Linked DNA regions of Capsicum annuum: region 1 is linked to region 2. Evidence: chromatin contacts called from public Hi-C data. All regions are on one chromosome and are shown on one strand. The core of a region is the stretch at or near the end of the contact, and the rest is flanking DNA. Distances in the headings are between cores, read along the strand shown. Region 1 has its middle 19 kb from the start of LOC124898560. Region 2 overlaps LOC107870962 (tRNA threonylcarbamoyladenosine dehydratase).

What was found. Hi-C and Micro-C count contacts between places; a contact is called where the count stands out from the background.
Region 1: a contact with region 2 is called in a Hi-C map of leaf, with 4 times the contacts expected there. The contact joins two enhancer-like sites. A contact is called at or near these places in 4 of 5 Hi-C or Micro-C datasets (leaf, pericarp and placenta).

Annotation. Positions count from the first base shown.
Region 1 is chr5:177,748,972-177,755,561 of UCD10Xv1.1, reverse strand. No RefSeq gene overlaps it. Among protein-coding and RNA genes, the nearest start is that of LOC124898560, 19 kb to the right of the region's middle. Within about 2 kb of position 3,496, at least 1 of the 5 cell types and tissues checked has an H3K27ac peak or open chromatin away from gene starts, as enhancers often do. A contact at or near this core is called in leaf, where this site is marked.
Region 2 is chr5:177,549,644-177,555,458 of UCD10Xv1.1, reverse strand. It overlaps LOC107870962 (tRNA threonylcarbamoyladenosine dehydratase), which reads right to left. Exons shown (of 12, transcript XM_016717682.2): 10 at 3,808-3,865; 11 at 3,424-3,589; 12 at 1,897-3,318. The coding sequence ends at 3,479. Among protein-coding and RNA genes, the nearest start is that of LOC107870962, 14 kb to the right of the region's middle. Within about 2 kb of position 1,283, at least 4 of the 5 cell types and tissues checked have an H3K27ac peak or open chromatin away from gene starts, as enhancers often do. A contact at or near this core is called in leaf, where this site is marked.

The DNA of each region.
Region 1 (6,590 bases), core at 2,247-4,746, 200 kb before region 2:
ACTTGTACCCATAAATCCCTACACCCTTCCCTGTTCTCTGGTTTATCCGATGAAAGTTAGCCGGAGAAATACCCTTTTTATGAATGCTGGGGCTATCAAACCTCCGCCTAGGTAAAAACAATATCCTAGCTCCGTTCTCTGGTGGGATTCATCTAAGGTAAGTTGGAAATCGTAGTTTGAGGTTTGTATCGATGTCTTTCAGTCAGATTTGAATTCTGCTCAGGTTTATAATTCTCGATACCGGTTGATTTTGGGTATTTTGGGGTGTTTTGTTGGTTTTAAAATCTTTCCGGGGTGTGTATCCCAATTTGAGTTGGTTCGTTTGTTTGTTGAGGCCGGTACAGGGTTCTTCAACATGGATTCTATCCATTCGATTGAGTGATACTCGATTTTCAATTGTCAATTGAGGTCCAATTCTTTTCCCTTTCTCTTTGTATTTCGTTGTCTATGATATTTAGTGTTTAAGATTGAATGTTTGTGTGTTGGTTGATCTTTGTTGTCGGTGACAATTGTTTATGTTGATTCATTGTCAATTCTTTGGTTATGAACTACGTGATGAAGGGATATCCCACTTGAGAATTAAGATTGTTTAATTTGGGGTTGGAGATTGAAAATTGATAAAATGTATATTGATTAATCTTGATTTATTGTTGTTGGTTTATTTTGAAACAAATATTCATATTAAACGTGATAGTATCATGATTAGGCCATCAAATGGGTCGGCAAACGATAGGTTGGTTACGCAAATTTAGGGATTATGGATTGATGGAATGTTTGAAATGTGTGTTGAATAGTTGTGTTTTATCGCATTTGACTCAATTGTACTCATTTGGCCGATGAATGCCCCAAGGTATCTATATTGTTTTATTCGGGGAATGTTCTGAGAAATTTGTACTTGAAGACGACACTTGATCAAGGTCCGGACATCGAGTAGAGTTAGTTTAGGATTAGTTTAGAATAGAGTAGGTTTTGCATTTTCATATTTTTGATTTTTGAACTGTATAATTTGAATTGGACATTAACTTTTGGATATTTGTTTGTTTGGTTTGTGTGGTTTATTCACTTCATAGTGTCGTACTAGATGATATACTCCATAAAGAGACTGTGGTCGAACCACGGGACTGAGAGGTGCCTAACACCTTTCCCTTAGTCAACAAAATTCCTTAACCAGAATCTTTGTTCGTGGATCAGTTTTAAAGAGTCAAACCATTTTAAAAAAAGATTTTCAATGGTGACTTGCACACAAGATTTATATCAAGTGACTCTGAGTTCAAATAAAAAGAATTATTTTCGAAATAAATTCTATCTTTTGTCACTTAATAATAAAAACTCTTTCAAACCTAAAATCATATCTTTTTAGTAAAAAAGGGGTGTGACCAGCAACACGTTAGCTTTTGACTTTTTACGTGACACAATTAAGACTATAAGATTAAAGAACATTTTGTTATATTTGATATTTAATATTATAAAATTCAAAAGTGTTAATTATCTTTTTAAACTTGGTGTCAAGTAAAAATAGGACAAACAAATTAAAATGGAGAATTGTCTGTATTCAATTTATGAAAAATTAGTGAGATTTTACATAATTATGAAGTGTAGATGGATTAATTTGAGGGGAAATAAAAAAACGACACTTCAAATTGAATTATTTCCACGAAAATGGCCATGGAATTTAAATTCCACTTTCTAGCCATTTCAATTTGCTGACTTGTTCTATAGCATTTCTACACACCTTCTATACAGTTTCTATATATATCTTACACATATAAATATTCTATACGAAAATCATACAGTTTCGATACTCAATTTATACAATAATTGTACATTATTTTTACGCATTTTATACAATAGTTATATAATTTTCATACACTTTCTATATATTCTTTCTATATATTTTATACATATACATATTTGATAGAACTATACAATTTCTATACATATATCTTATATAGATATATATTTTATATAACTATTATATCGTTTTTATATAATTATATTTAATTCTTATTTTTAAATGATTAAAAAAAACAGAATATTTTTTCAGTTAAAAAATTTATAGCAAAAAACACTGAAATATTTTTAAAAGGGCCGAATGACCCAAGTTGAAAAGTATATTAGTATTGTATATGGACTGTATCAATATTGTATATGGACTGTATCTGAACTACATGGGCCAAAATGACCCAAATTAGGAAATGACTATAAAGTAGAAATAGTATAGCCGACTGACTACTTTTTAGAAAAATATCAAACTTAGAATATTTATTTTAAAAAGTGCTACAGAATGTCCTTTTCCCTTAATTTGATTCCAAAATGTAACTCAGACTATATTGTATTCGCACAGATAACAATAGTGAAATACTCTGTAATCCGCTCGCATGCATATACAATCCCCTCTCCATTTTAATTTATTTGATAAGTTTTTCTTTTAGTCTATTTCAAAAAGAATAATGGTACTCTTTTCCTCTTTATCAACTTTCAATTTCAACTTATCACAGAACATCACATGTTTAAGATCATAAGATTAAAGACATTCTAATACATTAATAAATCTTTAATTTAAGATCACAAAATTTAAAAATCTTCTTTATTTTCTTAAATTCTATGTTAATTAAAATAGATCAATCAATTTGAAATAAAGGGAGTATAACATTTTTGTAGCGGAATAAATTATATATGCTCATGTAATAATAGTGAAATACATTAAATCCACACAGTTAATAAGTGTACGCATGTATATAATATATCTGGCTAACACACGCACAACCATAGGAAAATACATTTTATAAGAGTGTTTTTACATTTAGATACTCTACAATTGCTAATACATATATTTCTAGTCCATGTTTTTTTTTAGTAACTAGAATAATTATATTAGCATTATAACAAAAAACTACAGAGAGGAGTTTAGTAGCACAACCACCATGGTACCTGCACTTTGTGCAATATTTCCAGACCATCCATTAGAGTTTAAAATAGTACTAGTAGGAATATTTACAGATGAACTAGGTGGTAAAACTCCCATAGTTTTCAGACATCTAGTAGCATAATATCCTCGTTTATCAGCTTCCAAAACATTCATCAAGTCATGAGAAGGCGACCAAAAAGTAGTAGTAGCATCCAAGGCTGGAGTACTAGTAGATAAACTGGATAGTTGTACAGTAGAGATGACTCTCTTGCTAGACTATCAGCTAGCCTATTCTGCTCTCTGTAGATATAGATAAGCGTTAGACTACCCAGCTGTAGAAGAAGGTACCTGCAATTAGACAAAAGTGTAGAGCTGTCAGTGTATTTATTTGCATCTCTTAGCATAGCAGCTACTTGCTCCGCATCCACATTTATTTCTAAAGGTATCAGATTATGCTTCATGGTGATTTGCAAACCTGTAAATAGAGCTAAAATTTCAAGTTGAGTAATATCTTGAGCAGGTGTATAAGCAATGAACCCCATTACTCAATTCCCCATGGAATTACGAAAACCCCCCACCTAATCTGCTAATTTTAGGCTTAAAATACAAAGCAACATTAGTGTTTAGCGTTCCCCGCTAGATACCAATATTTGATAGCTGAGTTTATAGCAAAGCTTGGTGATGGTGCAACAATTTTCCCTCAAATATACGTTTGTTATGGTGGGTCCAAATAACCCAAAAGAAGTAACAAAGTAAGACATTCAATGGTCGCATGGATGAGGTATTTATTTGTTTTTGGAAGTTAACTCTTAGCCAAGTGATAAGAGTAGCATTAGAGTTTTTTTTTAAGGGGGGGGAGGGGGTAGCAGTGATGACCCTGTGTGTAATGTTATAAATAACTTTTCCCTGAAGTGGTCAAGGCCAGTGTATGATGAGAATAAGTGGGATATTATTTTGGGCATGACATGTTGACAAAGCTTGCAAATTGGGGAAATATGGTGCAAATATGAAGATGTTGGGAGCCGATTTAATGTTAACAACCACAGAAAGAATTTAATTTTAGGAGGAATATTTAAATTTCAAATCTAATTAAAGTCCCCTGGAGTTGTGGAATCTTCGTTCTTTGGGTTCATGTGGTTGTAATAAGATAGGACTGTAAATTTACATGCGGGGGGTAAGTCCCCATTTAATATGGTCATAGGCGTTTGTAAAGATAGGAAAATGCAGAGCTAATATTTGGCTGACAATTGTCTGAGGGAGAATAAAAGGAAGTCATGACAAATTCCAAGAGTTATTAATTCTATTATCGTAAATATGTTTAAATTCTTCAAACTGGGTTAGGGGCTCATGAATCATGGATCTTAGAGTGGTCACTGATTTTATCCAAGGTTGATTCCAAAAGTTGATATGTCTCTCATTAGTAGGTTGCCAAATGATCCCCTTTTGGCAGTATTTCTATCCCATTATAAGGTTCTTCCACGTTGTAGATGTGAAAACTGAGGTGGGCAAAAGTTTTAGGTATTTATTCCGCAGAATAGATGCCCAAATTGAGTTTTGTGCATGAAATAATCTTCATGCAGTAAAGGCTAGCAAGGCATTATTCTTATTCGTTAAACTTTGGATGTCTAAGCCCCCATCTTTCTTAGACTTCATTGTAGTGGACTATTTTACAAGATTTATTTTCTTGTGGGATTCAATAGTTCCCTAAAGAAAATCTCTTTCATATTTTTCCATTTTCCTAATAACTTGAATAGGTAATATGTTGATTTACATTATATGATTTAGTAAGGTATTAAGCACCGATTTGATAAGAGTCAAACATCTTACAATGGTAAGAAATTTGCTTTTCCAGCCCGTTAGGCGACATTTGAAGTTATTAATCAGGAATTGATAGTCTCCCATAATAGGTTTGGAATTAGTTATCGGGAAACCTAAATATCTACCCAAGTTAATCCCTTCCATGATCCCAATTAAAGAATAGACATGTTGCTTAATTCTCTCAGGGGTGTTTGCTGAGAAAAATAATCTAGAATTAGCATTATTAATTTTTTGCCCCAAAGTTGCACTAAACCTGGAAAGGGTCTGTACAATATTCTAACTGGATTGGTCCTTCATCTTACTACAAATGATAATGTTATCTGCAAATAAGAGGTTGGATATTGGAGGTCCCTTTGCAGAAATTTTGGTAGGTGTCCATAGCCTAATGTTTACCTGCTAGTCTATTGCTCTCGATAATCTTTACATACACAGGATGAAAATGTAAGGTGACAAAGGATCGCCTTGCCAAATTCCTCTTGTAGGGTAGAAGAAAGGTAAAGTGTTCCCATTAAGGAGAATAAAAATTACGGACGTGGTAACACAAGACATGATCAAGTTAACTAGTTCATACAGGAACTTAAAGTAGAGGAGGATTTCATATATAAAGGACCACTAATCGATCGAAGGATTTTTCTAAGTCTATTTTGATGAGGACATGAGAATCCCTTCCTTTAGTATGCTTAAAGTAAGGGAGAAGTTGTTGCACTACTATGGCATTATCAACTGCATATCTATTTGTTAGGAAGCTAGCTTGCGTGGGACCTATTATTTGAGGGAGCAAAGGCTTGATTCTATTTACTATAATTTTAGTAACTATTTTATAAATGGTATTGCAAAGTCTTATAGGTCGAAATTAGGAGATAGTAGATGCTCCCGAGACCTTAGGGATTAAATACAAGTAGGTCATAGTTATTTTCTCAGGAATGCAGTAGTTTGAGAAAACCTGACCACAAAAGTTGATGATAAATTCACCCACTAAATGTAATAATTACTGATAAAAAAAGTGTAAGCCATCTGGGTCTGGTGCTTTGAGAGGTTTAAAGAAAAAAATTGCATCAATTACCTCTTTGTGGTCTAAAGGAGATGATAAGGTAGGACCAATATACTGAGGCACAAAGCAAAAGCTAGCTAAGGTATGTGACCAATTGGAGGTGGTAAGGTCAGTAGAGTAAGGATATGTATAGAAATCTAGGATATGGTCCTTAATGAGATGATATTCATTTAACCAGTTACCCACACTATCCCTAAGGCAAGTAATACAGTTCATTCTTCTCTTTTGGAGTGTCGACATATGGATAAACTTAGTGTAAACTTAGTGTTAAAGTCACGTTATTTAACTATAGAATTCTAGATTTTAGTTTCCAAAAGTCCTCTTCTACAATAAGGATACATTGATAGTCAGTTTGGAGGGTTTCTTCAAGGTTATAGAGAAAGCTACTAGTTGGGTAGTGAGGGGATTTTTGAAGGCCCTCTATTCGGGCTAGGAGCCTTTTTTTTAGAAAAAATATTACCAAAGCCATATTTATTCCATAGTTGCACATTTCCTTTAAACAACTCTGAAACTGGGAGGAAAACATTATTTGAAGCTTACCATGCTGCCGAATAACATTAGTGAAATCTAGGTGCGAAGCTCAGATGTTTTCTAGATGAAAGGGTTTATTAGGGATGTGCTTTAAGGAGTTTAGTTTAAGTAAAAGGGGTTCTGATCCAATTTTACTTTAGGGAGATGGATAACTACAGCTTCGGGAAAAAGGTGCAGTCATTCATAATTGCAAACAATTCTATCTAGTCGTTCTAGAATGATATTGCCCCCTTTATGTTTATTAATCCAAGTATATTTACTTCCTACATAGCCTAGATCTAG
Region 2 (5,815 bases), core at 34-2,533:
ACTATTCAGAAAAAGACGCAATGATTCGAATGGACAGACATGACTGTTCCAAAGGATACACCTTTCCGAATGAACCATTGCCTCCTTTCCGAAGGGGCACTTCATGGCTATATAAACCTGCATTTTTTCCACAGGTTTAAGACGAATTTTTCTACACTTGAAAAAACATTTCTTTGCTTCTAAAATACTCCATGTGATCATCTCCCGTCGAGTGAGTTAATGCTAAACATTGCTTCACTGAGTTATTATGAAATATCTTATGTTTTCACAGTTGTTCCACTAATATTTTCATGTGAAGGATATTTTAGATAACAATTTTGATACTTGTGTAGACAATTGAACTATAAAAGTTGATGAATAGCTTAGGCTTTTCAAAATGTAAGTTGCTTTAATGTGGTCCTTATGCTTTATTTGAGGGGTGGGGGTCTCCCACCAGATGTTTGGTCCTTATGCGTTATGTAAGGCCAATTAACACGGGAAACAATCGTTACCAGATTTTTTTCCCATACCAGAGCACAATCCGAAGACCTCTTTGATCAAAATGATTGAGACGGCCAAAAAAGTTGATACTCTTGACCAAAATATGAGGCAGTGACAGTTTTCCACTCATTAATTTGAATACAACAATCACATTTTCTTGCCAAAAACCCTACCAAAATCACATGAACATCATGAAACAAGCTAGAGTCCTAAGATATCGGTCCTAGATAAAAAGTTGGCAACAGTACTTTATTGCTCCTAGTTTTGGTTTGACAACAATATCTCACAAACTTTGTGAGTGACGTCCAAATGGATGTCGAACATGTCCTGATATCCTGTTGTAATGGTCCTCTTTGTGCACTCACAAGGATTTAGCCAATCGGTTCAAATATTCATGATCAAGAAGTACTGAATTTTCTTTCGCATAAAAATTTGGAATGCGACAATGAAAAATCTTTTCAAGCATAATCAATCAGGTTCATTACTTTGCTTGGCTTTCCAGCATTGGAAGGGATCATGTTTCACTGTGCAGACACTCTCGAAGAAGGTTTTAAACATGAACTAACTTCGATTCTAGTATACTGAATTTAGAAGGTGGAATGACCTGGGAGATACTTCGATTCTGTTGAACCCTTCTACTCACTTAGACTAGTTGAAACACAACTCTTTAAACCTCTCTGATCGAACTTAAGTGGTATTAAGACGGCTAAGTTCACAAACAAGTGCATATAATATTTACATTTAGAAATTATAACAGAAACAATAATAAACTTTTAAAAAAATAAATATGAAGCTTCGGTTGTATTGTATCCGAAATCGAGTTGTTTTGTTTCTTTTCTCAAAAGCCCTAATCCTTCTTTTTTTTACCCCAATAATGGAATCTGAATAGTGGGTGAAGTGTGTGTTGTAAAACTGTTGGGAAATATTGAGGTATTCTAGTGGTGGTTTAATGGCATCAATGGAGGACAGTAGCTTACAGTTATGGACGGAATGGAGATAAATGGCCAAGTATATAGATAATGAGAGAGTAAAGTGAAAAAAATAAATTGAAAACTTTAAACTGAAGTAAAATATGTAAGTGATATGTCAATTTCATTGTCCATTTGAGGTACACAGGAAGTCAAAGGCGTTTAAACTTTAAAGACCTGTTTGACCATGAAAATCATAATTTTTCAGAGTTAAAATTGTGTTTGACCATGAATATAATTTTAAATTTTGTGACAGAAATAAAAGTGAAAAAAGTAAAAACAAATTTTACTTGTTTTCACTTTTCCAAATACAATTTGAAATTCTCATGGCCAAACACATACTATTTTCACTAAAGTAAAATAATTTTTCAAAAAAATAAATAATTTTCATAACCAAACGGCTACTAAATGGTGTTTCAATGAGTGTAAGAATTCGTTCGGTAAGTCATGAGCAGAAAGGTCCAACTAACAACGTTCTATCATACAAATGAGAAGCGTAATAGTACAACACTAATATGGCAAAAACATCACTCTGGATCAAATAAGTTGCAATCTGTTCAATGGAGAGACAATCTGCAACATGATGACCAATTGCACAGAGTTGCAAGTTCTTGACTTAGGAGACAATCACCTCAATGACACATTCCCCATGTGGTTGGGAAGAACTCTACCAGAGCTGCAAGTTTTAAGCTTGAGATCAAATAAATTGTATGAATCCATTACAACTTGAAGAAGTGGAAACATGTTTGCCCAACTTTAAACCGTAGATCTCTGTTACAATGTCTTCTCGAGAAACTTACCGACGAGTTTGTTTCAACATTTGAAAGTCATGAGGTCAACTGATTAAACAATGAAGTCATTAAAGTATCTTAAAGAAGGATATTAGCAAAATTGGATAACAATTGTAATTTTGACTGTTTACACCAATATTGAACTTGTAAGTAACAAATTTGAGGGCATATTCCAAGCATTATGGGAGATCTCATTGCACTTCACGTGTTGAACTTATCTCATAATGAGTTGCAAGGTTATATACCATCATCACTAGAGATTTAACCTCAATTTGAGTTTCTGAGTGTTGATAGTGTATGACCTTACAATTCAGTATGAAATAAATTCAACACGAGAAATACAAGAGACCTCCCATAATATTTGAAATTTGCCCCAAATCTGGTACTTCAAAGATCAATAATGGTGTAAACCGTCAAAAATTCTAATAAGTTCAAGCTCCCCTCTCTTGATTGCAATTGTTGTCCAATCTTGGTGATATCCGTCTCCTTGTTTGATCAATTGACCTCATAGCTTTCAAATTAAAACAAACTAATAAGGTAAGTTTGTCGAGAAGACAATGTAAGATAGATCTACAATTCAAAGTTGTGAAAACACGTTTTCAATTCTTGAAGTTCTAACGGATCTTATACAATTTATTAGATCTCAAGCTTAGAACTTGCAGCTATGACAGAGTTCTCAACCAACCACATGGGGAATGTGTCATCTAGGTGATTGTCTCCTAAATCAAAACATGCAACTCTTTGCAATTGGCCTTCATTTTGAGGATAGACATTTGGTATTTAGGACAGTTATACCAAAAATAGAAGTGTAAAAATAATTCTATATCCTACATTCCCATTAGCACACCCCCACCCCCTCCACCCTTCCAGAACAACAAAATGAACCCCCCCCCCCCCCCAAATAAGCTTTTGCTATGGTCAAAGTGTTCAGCGACTTCCACGTTGTTTGCTCCTCAAAGAATTCTAAATATCACTAAGAAACAAGACTCAAAACCTTGATGATTTTCACTTCAGACGGCTTTTGGGTTTTACTTCTGCTAGTGTGAGATTTTCAGGTCTCCTGAACCATCCTAATGAACCTGCGAGACAAAATTTTGCACCGTTGACATCTTGGGCATTATTGTGATACAGGAACTTGCTAGCAAAGGGAGCCAAGTAAAATGTTCCTATCCGAGCATAAATACCTGAACAAATCTCTGAATCAGACTGCACTTGTAGCAGTTTGGATACATGTGCCTCTTAAAAGCCAAACTCCAGTTCTGCTCGCTTCAGCACCGTTGTCACCCTAACAAAAAATTCTGGTTCTTCTTCCTTTATATCTTCCAATGACCTTGACTCGTGTTCGTCAGCCTTTAACCAGAGAATAGGAAAAGAAGACCATTACAGTTGATAATGCAGTAAAAATTACGATAGTTTCATTAAACATCAAGCACCTCCTTTGTGTATCCAGTTTCACAAGTCATTATGTGGGAGAAGTAATAGAAGTTCAGACAATTACTTCATGACGTCAGCATCTTGAATGGTTTAGTCTACTTACAGTTGCAGCGAATATGAACCAAGAAACATACCTCCTTGAATCTTAGCAGGATTAGATTTGAAACTGAGGCTGGCTTTGTATTATCCCACCTAAAAGGATGTCAAAGAAAGCAATACACTATGAGTTGAGAGGGGAAAGTTACAGACATTGCTAAACATAATAGTTACAAAATGATGCTTGAGAAATTATCTTCAACGACGGAGCATCTGGAAATAAAATAGTAATCATGAACTTTATAGGGTGAAAGTGTCATCCTTCTACATAAGATACAAGCAAGAATAGCAACTTCAAGCAAAAAAATAGCAATATGCATAGACATGTATGGTTGAGTGGATAACATTTGTCGAATATATTTTGCAGTCTACTTACCAGTATACATCTTGTATTCAGGCGAGTGAAAAATCATTATTAGTTAGTCGTGAAACAAAAAGAAAAAACAGTATGTGACAATCTTATAAAAGAAAATGGATTCCAGCACATCAATAGAAGAAATTGGCAAATTATATCCTCCATAATCATGAATCATATTTCACAGAAAGAAATAGTGACAAGGCATATAGATGATTGGATGTCTTTTTTTTTTTAGAGAAACATAGTGTTTCTACTTTCTACTTTTGGTGTAAAACTTGTATACGTGGTTTCACTACCCCAAATCATCAATAAACATCTATATATAATATAAAGGAAGGTCATAGAGAAGGTGATGTGGCACCTCTCTATGACCTTCAATGACATTTATCTTTTTTCTCATTTTTTTGAGCTTTGATCTTAATTTATTTGATAAAAAGATTTAACATATACATGAGTTTTTACTATAAGATTCATATAAATGCAAAATAAATAGCAATTAGAGTTGTGAGGAATTATGAAGGGAATTAAGTATTGTGGTAAATGAGTATAGTGAAGAGTCATAGCACGACATGGATCCAATCAATTCCTTCTGTTTTTGGGAGATGAGAAGATCAAGTGATTTGTCAAGTACTATATAATAATATATGGCCAGAACTGATTTTAGATACTCAAATATATGAATACAAAAGACATATTACAGGTAGGCTGCTATAACCTTTTGTCATCTACCTGTGGAAGGGTTTTATGGCTTTAGTACATATTTTCTTAGCTTCCATGGAGGTTTCTTGGTATGTATTGTATTTAACTACTACTATGAGGCTTACATAAAGAATATTAATGTGGCTATAACTTAATTTTTCTTGTGATTAGGGGTGGCAAAATGGATAAATTATATGGCTATCCGTCCGTTTTATCTATGTTAAATGAGTTGGGTATTTATTTATATCATACTATATACTAATTTATTTATATAGTATGATATAAATAAATATAAAATACAACAAAAAAATAAGAGAAAAAAATATTTAAAAAAATGACAAAAAAGAATAAACGAACAAAGCAAAATGAAAAAGAAAATACAAAAAAAGGGGAAAATGACAAAAAAAATGTAACAAAATGAAAAAAAATAAAGAAAAAACAAAAAATGGAAAAAAAATGGAAAAGAAAAAATGAGAACAAAAAAGAAAAAAAAAAGGAAAAGGAAAAAAGAAAAAAAAGAGAAGAAAAAATAGCTGGAAAAGAAAAAAAAAAAAAAAGAGAAAAAGAGAAAGTTAAGGGAGAAATAAAAGAGAGGTTATGGAGTGTATTTAATTAGCAAGAGAGCCTATGGATTGTAATTAATCAAAACTTAGGCTAAACTTAATAATTAAAAATTTATGTTTGCCAAGTCATGTAGCTTTTTTTGTAATATAAGAATACTTTTGTTTTTACATAATAAGAACTAACGGATAATATGGATATCCATATTATCCATAATCAAATATGAGTTGGGTTGGATATTTTATCCATTTTTCACATGACCCACTTTTAACCCGCCCATATCCGACTCAACCCGCCCATTTGCCACCCCTACTTGTGATGAATGAATGCATTTTATATGTATGTCTAATCTGAGAAGGGTATTGCAGGCACTATTTCACAAAGAACAACATCAACAAATAAAAAATTCATAGGTATTTATTTATTAT